Regions from separate parts of the Rattus norvegicus genome. Here region 1 is linked to region 2. A link is a contact called in public Hi-C data. All regions are on one chromosome and are shown on one strand. The core of a region is the stretch at or near the end of the contact, and the rest is flanking DNA. Distances in the headings are between cores, read along the strand shown.

Evidence for each region. A called contact is a pair of places that touch in the nucleus more often than the background predicts.
Region 1: a contact with region 2 is called in a Hi-C map of kidney, with 8 times the contacts expected there. The contact joins the enhancer-like site here to the promoter of Atad1 in region 2. A contact is called at or near these places in 12 of 12 Hi-C or Micro-C datasets (the A7r5 cell line, the Rat2 cell line, Schwann cells and 7 more) and 1 of 1 datasets of contacts at active chromatin or transcription factors (oligodendrocytes).

Annotation. Positions count from the first base shown.
Region 1 is chr1:240,539,646-240,543,673 of GRCr8, forward strand. The region is part of intron 4 of Rnls (renalase, FAD-dependent amine oxidase); the gene reads right to left. Among named protein-coding and RNA genes, the nearest start is that of Rnls, 180 kb to the right of the region's middle. Within about 2 kb of position 1,561, at least 43 of the 93 cell types and tissues checked have an H3K27ac peak or open chromatin away from gene starts, as enhancers often do. A contact at or near this core is called in kidney and liver, where this site is marked.
Region 2 is chr1:240,000,643-240,004,711 of GRCr8, forward strand. Atad1 (ATPase family, AAA domain containing 1) reads right to left here and starts at 1,315. Exons shown (of 10, transcript NM_001035002.1): 1 at 1,288-1,315.

The DNA of each region.
Region 1 (4,028 bases), core at 311-2,810, 540 kb after region 2:
CACGGTGGTTTGTCTAAGTTGAGGGAGAACAGTCCTAGTTCAGCTGGCAGGTGGTGTCTTTCGCTTATGAAGTGTGAAGCACTAGGGAGAGCCTAGTGTGAACTAACCACCAAAGCCACACTTAACAGCGCTGGTGCCATGGCAACCGAGTCAGCAGCTTAGTTAGCGTCCGTCTCGCCTGGCTTTGGTGCTTGTTAGCTGTGTGACCTTGGTCAGGTCACATGCTCTTTCTGTAGACTCTAAGTAGCCTATCACACAGAAGGTTGTGCTAGTTAAACAGACCATTCAGCCTATGGTTAGACATTCCTTTAGTCCCTGCACTTGGGAGGCAGAGATAAGTAAATCTCTGTGAGTTCAAGGCCAAACTGGCAAGATCCAGGACAGCCAGAGACACCCCCTCCAAAAGACCATTCACTGGGCAGGAGAGAAGGCCCAGTAGGTAGGGGCATTGCAAAGGCGGTTTCAGAGGACCTATCTTCTATTCCCAGCACCGTCAGGACCTCTCACAGCTACCTCACTCCTGTTCCAGGGGATCTGATGCCCTCCTTGGGCCCCTGCTGGCACGAGACACATACACGGTGCACAGGCATACAAGCAGGCAAGGCACCCCCGCACATAAAATGAAATATTACAAAAACATTGCATGCATCAAAAGCACACACACTAAGATGAGACAGAGCTTAGCAGTTGCTACTTCATGTCCTCACCTCTGGGTCTGTAAAGCCACCCGAGGTCTGAGAGGCAGGGTAAAGCAAAACCAAACAAAACCAAAACAAGCCGAAGGGAAAGGCCTTAAGCAAACAGTACAGTCCAGGCTCTCGGAGGTGAGAAGTCTACGGAAGAAGCCCAGAGGATTTTACTGGAGTTACCAGGTAGAACACACAACACCCAGATCTGAATTTCAGATGAACAAGGAATGTCTTCAATGTCCCAAATATTGCACCAGACATTCTTTTACTAAATAAATTATTCATTGTTTATCTGAAATTCTAGTATAAACGGGTGTCAGTGGTTTCATTTACCAAGTCATGCAACCTTGACAGACTGATTTTTGTAAGAAATCTCTTAACCCTGTAAGGAGACTTAGAGCTCAGAGGAACCTGCCTGACCTGGGCAACTGCAAAGCCATCCAGGGAAAGGTCACACCCTCCACCACCCTTTGTTCTGTGAAGCGAGGGCCTCTCGGATAAAAAACCTCAAGTGAGCAATTTTACCTTCCCTGCACCCTCTATCTGAGTCTCCGCAGAGAGTGCTGGGAAAACTGCTGTAGCCTCCTTACCCGCTTGGGTCTCTGCGACCCACGTTTTTCCTTGGGTGAGGCCCTGTGGTCACGCTATAGTGACTGAACCCCTGCCACACCCTGCTTGGTTGCTGTGGGTGGGAGCAGAAGAGGTAGAGACAGGGAGAGGAGAATGCGTAGACATTTGGATCAGCTGGGTTGCGCTCTGTCGGATGGTCTCACGAAACTTTAATTGCTGCTTTGATGCCGAGTGGCAGTGCACCGTCCTTGCCAGGCCTGACTCGAGAGGCTGCTTGCACGGAGTCAGACGTGGCTCTTGTTGCACTTTCGAGCACCTCATGGCAGCGGCTCTTTTACGTTAAGGAGGAAACTCTGTGGTTAAACTGTAGCCTAGGTATTTTTAGAGCCGTTACCATGTTAACCAAATTTCATACATTTCACCTGCAGGATATGCACTAACACCAAGGCCTTCCTTAAAGGCTACCTCCCCAAATAAATAATTAAAATATGTGAACAATTAATACTGTTTTTAGGACTAAGACCATGCTGTCTGAGAACACATTCCCTAGTACTGACACCTTTTCTCTTCTATATTTTTTTCTTTTTTGAATGGATGGACGGTAATGTCTTTAGGAAGTACCTTTTTCTTTGATACAAGTGACTTGAAGGGCTAGAACCAAAAGCTTAAAGCTGGTTAGTTCTAAAGGTCAGAGCCCGAAGGCAGCGACTCCTTTGTTAATCATTAAGCTTTTCTAAGCTTCTTCTGACAGAATTCTGGCTTTGTGCCCCCTGTCTTGGGTCATTTTACACTGTGAATCCTTATGCTGCTCCAGCTCTTAAGAATGCAGCAAAGGTTAGGAGAAAGACATAGCTCTTGTTGCTGTTTTCTCCTAGTCAATCTGGCATCGCCCTTATGCTTTCGGGAGGCAGAGGCAGTTTGTGTCGAGGGCATCTTCACTCGCCCAGCTGGAGAGCATTTAAAGAGGACCCATGGGTCCAGATGTGATGGAAGGAACACCCACTTAGCCATAAAGTGAGAGTCCCCATCGTTGCTGACCAGTGACTTTCACCACTAATCCCATCACTGAAAGTTCAAGATAGAACAGAACAACTGAGTGCTATCAAATATTATCTTCCACCATCAGCTTTGACATACTTAGAATCCGCTGTGTTAGCCCAATGAGGTTCAAATGACAAGATGTCTCACTGCCAAGTTCAATGCCAGTTTATCTTCTAGTCATCTGAATAAAAGTCACTCCGCACCAAAAAAATTCCCTTAAACACAACTAAATTCGGTTTTATGGACCAAGGGACATTAAGCTGCTAAAACACATGCTTTCAAAGTCGAATGTGGAAAAGCTGCCCTGTTTCTCAAGGGAAAAAATACACAGTTAAACCTTGCTTATTCATAATAACCCAAACTTCCGGAAGGCTTAAGCATTTGGAATTGCTCCAAACCCAAAAGAGGGGAGGAGGGAAAGGGAAGGGTTTGGAGAGCAAGGGGATGGGGAGGGGGGTTGGAGGAAGAGAGGGACAGAATGAACCAGCAGCAAGCAAGCCAGTTTTTAGAAGTAGACCTGAAACCCTAGCAACACTGAAAGGAGACCTGGAGCTTGCATCTGATTGGCTTACCAGCCAGAAGGAATGCTGAGCTCTGATTGGCTAGTGATGATGTCTCCAAATAATCAGCCTTTTGCAGGGAAGCAAATTTATCTGGCAGAAAAGACAGGAGGTAGAAGAAGCAGGCAAGAAGCAAAGGGAGGGGGACAGGGCAAAATGAATGGCAGGTTATTTGTAACAAAGGTGGCAGCTGAGATGACAAGGAGGACAAAAATAACTATTTATGTAACTGTTTACAGTTTTTACAAAATGGGCTCCGTATAATCACTGATATTGTCTTCAGAAGGACCTTCAAGGATTGCAGAAGTGAAATGACATTCCCTAGGTTACACAGCTAGTAAGAAAAAAGCTGAGCTCATCCAGCTCTAATCCAGGGCTGTTGACACCACAGTCTCTGGAGAGAACAATTTGGAGTTCTTCTGAGGAACAGAGAGCTAATCCTCTGATCACAGACCACCAGCAGCCACATGAGCTACAGTTTAGTGGGAGATGCAGAAAGGGTGAAGGGCTCCCTGCCCTTCGCTACACAGAGCTTGAAAACATCGCCCAAGGAACATCTCCATGCACGTTAGGAAGAACAGCCCCCCCCCCCGTTGTCCCAGCTAAAAACATGCAGATCACTTATATCTCAACTTTCTTTCCATATGCAATGCCTCCGTAAGGCCTGCGGATGCCACGTCTAAACCACTGAAGTCAGGTGCTTATGTCATACCGCTGGTTGCCATGTTCTCCTCTGAGCCACTGTACTCTGTACTGGGGCCTCAGTTCGCTGCTCCAGTTTTGTTTTGTGCTTCCCTTGCTCCCCTAACTTCATCTTTGTCCTGCTCAATCGATACTTTGGAACATGCTACACTATAAATGAAATTCAAGGTTCCTAGCAGGGTCCAGCCTGAGTTCACTGTGAGTGCCTCTGCCTAGGGCATATTGCTCTGCACATGGAGGCCTCCTTTGTGTACCTAGAGCAGAACTTCTCACCCCAGCAGAGGAGCCTTTAGCCAGGCTGCTCTTGTCGTCACGTCATCAGACTGCAGGCTCCCAGGGCCTTTCCTACGAGCTGGTCTAAGTTCCCTGCTATTTCTTTCATGAATTCCTTTTATTGGCTTCCTGTTGATTTCTTGACCGAAGAATTGTTTTTATTTGACTGCTTAGCCCTTCTTTTATATGTTTC
Region 2 (4,069 bases), core at 65-2,564:
CATTGACTCAAGGCAGATTTAAGACAATTGACTCCGTGTCTAGGCAGAGGTTGGTGGTGGTAGCAGCAGCTAAAATTTGAGTAAAGAGGAAACCCATAGAATGGGAGGATGTCTTTACCAACTGTCTGACAGAGGATTAATGTCCACAATATATAAAGAACTCGAAAAACTGTCGGCTGATGGTGGCTGACGCCTTTAATCTTGGCACCTGGGTGGTAGAGGCAGGCAGATGTCTAAGCTGGAGACCAGCCTGGTCTTCAGAGTTCCAGGACAGCCAGGGCTACTCAGAGAAACCGTATCTCAAAACTCAAACATAAAAACAAAAGACTACTGCTCCTCTAAATCCTTAAGTGACTTCAAAATCCTGAAATGAAACTGAAACATTCTGCTTTGTAGGCAGTGACTGGAAATACTTTCTTTATACAGTCTCCACAGATGAGATATATATATACATATCCATCTATCATTCATAAAACCTAAGCATGATAGATATATCCACGATGCGAAATAGCTGCAAGTGTAGAGAATGTATTTCAATTTTGCATCAACACTTATTTTATCAAAATATACGCATTGCTGCATACAGCTAAGAAACACCACAAGACCAGTGAAATTCACAATCACCTTTAAACGAATATAATTTTAAATCTTTTCACTTTAAACTCTGGTTTCGGTGTCGATACCCTGTCTCTGAGCAACTTACTAACGTTTATACTGCAGTATTTCCTAAGTTCACTGCAGTGTTCTACAAATGGTCTCTCAACTCAAAGTCCCAACTCTGTGCCTATCAAGGCCCTGAAGACGCAGCCTGTGACAATGAATTAGGCCAGGCTTCGCGTAGAGGGCAGGTCCTTATTAACATCAGCATCTTGTGTGAAAGCATGGCCAGCACTGAAGAAACACCTCCGCCTCTGCACAAAGAGGGAGGAGCAGGGCCGGCACGAGCGGACCGGCTCCTTCCAGCCGCCCTCTTACAAGCCTGGTCCTGAGGTCGCCCTGAGGGCCCCCAATCCTCCAGTGACCAGGCCGCCTACAAGAGATGTCCTTGTGAGTGGCCGGAGTCTCCCGCCAGCGCTGAGACCTAAGGGCTTGCGCCGGGCCGGGCGCCAAGGCGAGGCCCCGGACGCCCTTGGAGGTTAATCCGCTGGATCCGGGCGGCGCTCAAATGTGACCAACGTGGGGGCAGGTGACTGTCGGGCTGGTCTCCCCAGGTGAGCGCCAGGCCCTGGGGGACCGGGAGGGATAGGGGACGCACCTGGCCCGGCCCCGCGGGAACCCGCTACTCACCCAGAGGTAAGACCAGAGACGACAGAAGCATTAGCCCGGCCTCGCACAGGAAAGAAATGCGGCCTGGGAGAGAACGCTTCCGGGGGCTGGAGCCCCGCCCCCGCACGGAGCATGCGCAGTCCCTGCCGAGCCGGTGTGCCAGTCTAAGGCACCGAGACGGTGGCGCAGTGCAGGGCGATCTAGTTTCCCCAACCTACACTAATAGCGATCTAGTATCCGCTGTGCCGATACATTCAGAAAGGTAGATAGGATGAACAGAGTGCTCTCCAAAGGGCTCTTAGTTCAGCTTCAGAGACTCAGAAACCTAACTGGGAAAGACGCTTGACACATGAAATCCCTTGCTACTCTGGAGCTGTACACAACCCTGAGAGAGAGAGAAGCCTTTTACAGAAGGCAAAGAAATGCTTCCCTGGTTTGATAAACTTCCACCACCCGCTGCAAGTCCTCACGCTGCTGCGCAGACGCGCATGGCCTCACCATCTGCCTTTCGGTTTCTAGGGTGAGCTCACCCCTCCTCCCCCATCTCTGTACTGATGACACCTGGAGGTGGTGCCTGAGAGACTGCTGAACGCTTGAGCAGTCAGGCAGACAAGAGAGGTCTGGCAGTTGGGTCAGAATAGGGCATCTGGTGACAGGTTTTGCATATTGATGGCTTTTTTTTTTCATTTACCCCTTCCTCTTGCGAAGTGAGGGACGTGACACCAAGATTCCAAGGAACCATATCTAAAAGCCAGCCACTTCTGAATATATACACTACCAAGGAACAAGATAAGTAAACACTGCCTCTAAACAAAAGGGACATCATCGCTTCAGATAAAGGCAGTGGGACTACGAAGGAATAAGACAGATTTCTTAAGACCTCTTTATATTCCTGGAGGAGGCAATTTGTTTCGCTCTGTTGTCAGGATCATCTTTAAGGACTAAGGAATTCTGCAGCCAAGCTGGGCTTAGTATTCCATGCCTGTTTTTCCAGCATTGGGATGGCTAAGCAAGGAGAATTGCTTTATATCCTGGACCACATAGTAACACACTGCTTCCTCCCTCTGCTGACAATTATATTAGTAAACAATGTTTGTCAATAGCTGTGGGGAGAGACAGCCCAGCAGTGCTGCCAGGTCCTGGAAAGTTCCTTGTTAAAGGACTGTATTGGGGTTCACTAGAATGAATAGATATTAAGGAGTTTGGGTTTTTGTTTTAATTTTAGGTTGGTTGACACAGCGTAGTCTTGAGTGGTCCAACAATGGCTGTTCTGGTAGCTGCACAGTGCTGGAGGATACATGCCTCAGCCGTCCAACAAGACTCCAAAAGCTTTAAGGATGCCTGGAGACCACTACTACTAGTCTTTAGGAGTAAGAATCTGGATTCTGATTTCAGTGAAAGATGCCAGAGACAGCAATATTAACAATGGCAGAAATACTAGAAACTCGCCAGCATATGAAAAGGCAAGCAAAATGAATGTAAATCTTTGGGGCTCCCTTATGTTTGGGCCAATATCTGGTCTGCTCAAGTTCACAATGAGTCTATCAATTAGCCTAGTCCAGAGATTCCTTCTCAAGTATGCCTAGGGACTTTTCTCTGTGATTCTAGACCTTGTCGGTTCTGTCAGTTGACAGTATTGCCATCACTGTCGCTGGGACCTCCAGATAAAGTCAGATCCTTGACTATGCATTCTCCTCCTCCTCCTCTCATCATCAACAATACATAAAAAGGAGTTAAGACAAAACGGGGAAACTGGAAAGATGGCTCAGTGGTTAAGAGCTCTGTCTGCTCTTCCAGAGGTCCTGAGTTCAATTCCCAGCAACTACACAGTGGCTCACAACCATCTGTGATGAGATCTGATGCCCTCTTTTGCTGCCATGCTTGAAGATAGTAACAGTGTACTCATACACATAAAATAAATAAATCTTAAAACAAAGTGGGTTTATTAAGTAAAGATATGTGATAATACATCTGGTCCAAGCTTGGAGACTTGGGGGCAGAGAGTCATAAGACAGTATACATGATCAAAATAAATGTTGATGCTTATTTCCTTTCCAGTGGTCTGCCTATCTCTGCTGTACCTAATGTTTTAATTTAGGAGATTTCTTTCATCTAGGCCTTAAGAGATCAAATTACTGCCCAAAGGACGCTCCATCCTACCACAAGGACAACTGCTCAACTGTGTCCATAGCAACTGTATTCATCAGAGCCAGAAAGTGGAAACAAACTAGATGTCTCTCAACATTAGAATGGAAAAAGAAAATGTAGTACATTTACACAATGGAGTATCACTCAGCTGTCTTTTTAAAAAAAAAAGGGATTGGGGATTTAGCTCAGTGGTAGAGCGCTTGCCTAGCAAGCGCAAGGCCCTGGGTTCGGTCCCCAGCTCCGAAAAAAAGAAAAGAGAAGAAAAAAAAAAAATGACACCATGGGATTTGCAGGCAAATGGATGGAACTAGAAAAAAAAAATCCTCTTGAGTGAGCTAACCCAGACCCAGAAAGACACACATGGCATGCACTCACTTATAACAGAAACTAGCTGATAGTAAAAGATAACCAGGCTACAGTCCACAGGCCCAGGGAGCGAGGTAATAAGCATGGATCAAAGGGGTGAGGTCCCATGCATCTCCCTGGAAAGGGAAAATAGATTCTGTGAACAGACTGGGGGAGGGGGAGGAGGAGGAGGATGAGAACAGAAAAGGTCAAACAGGGAGGGAGGGAGGGAGGGAGAGATTACTGGGAGGGATAACTGGAATTTGGGGGCACTTGAGGAGTGATGTGGGAACCTAGTGCAGTGGAAACT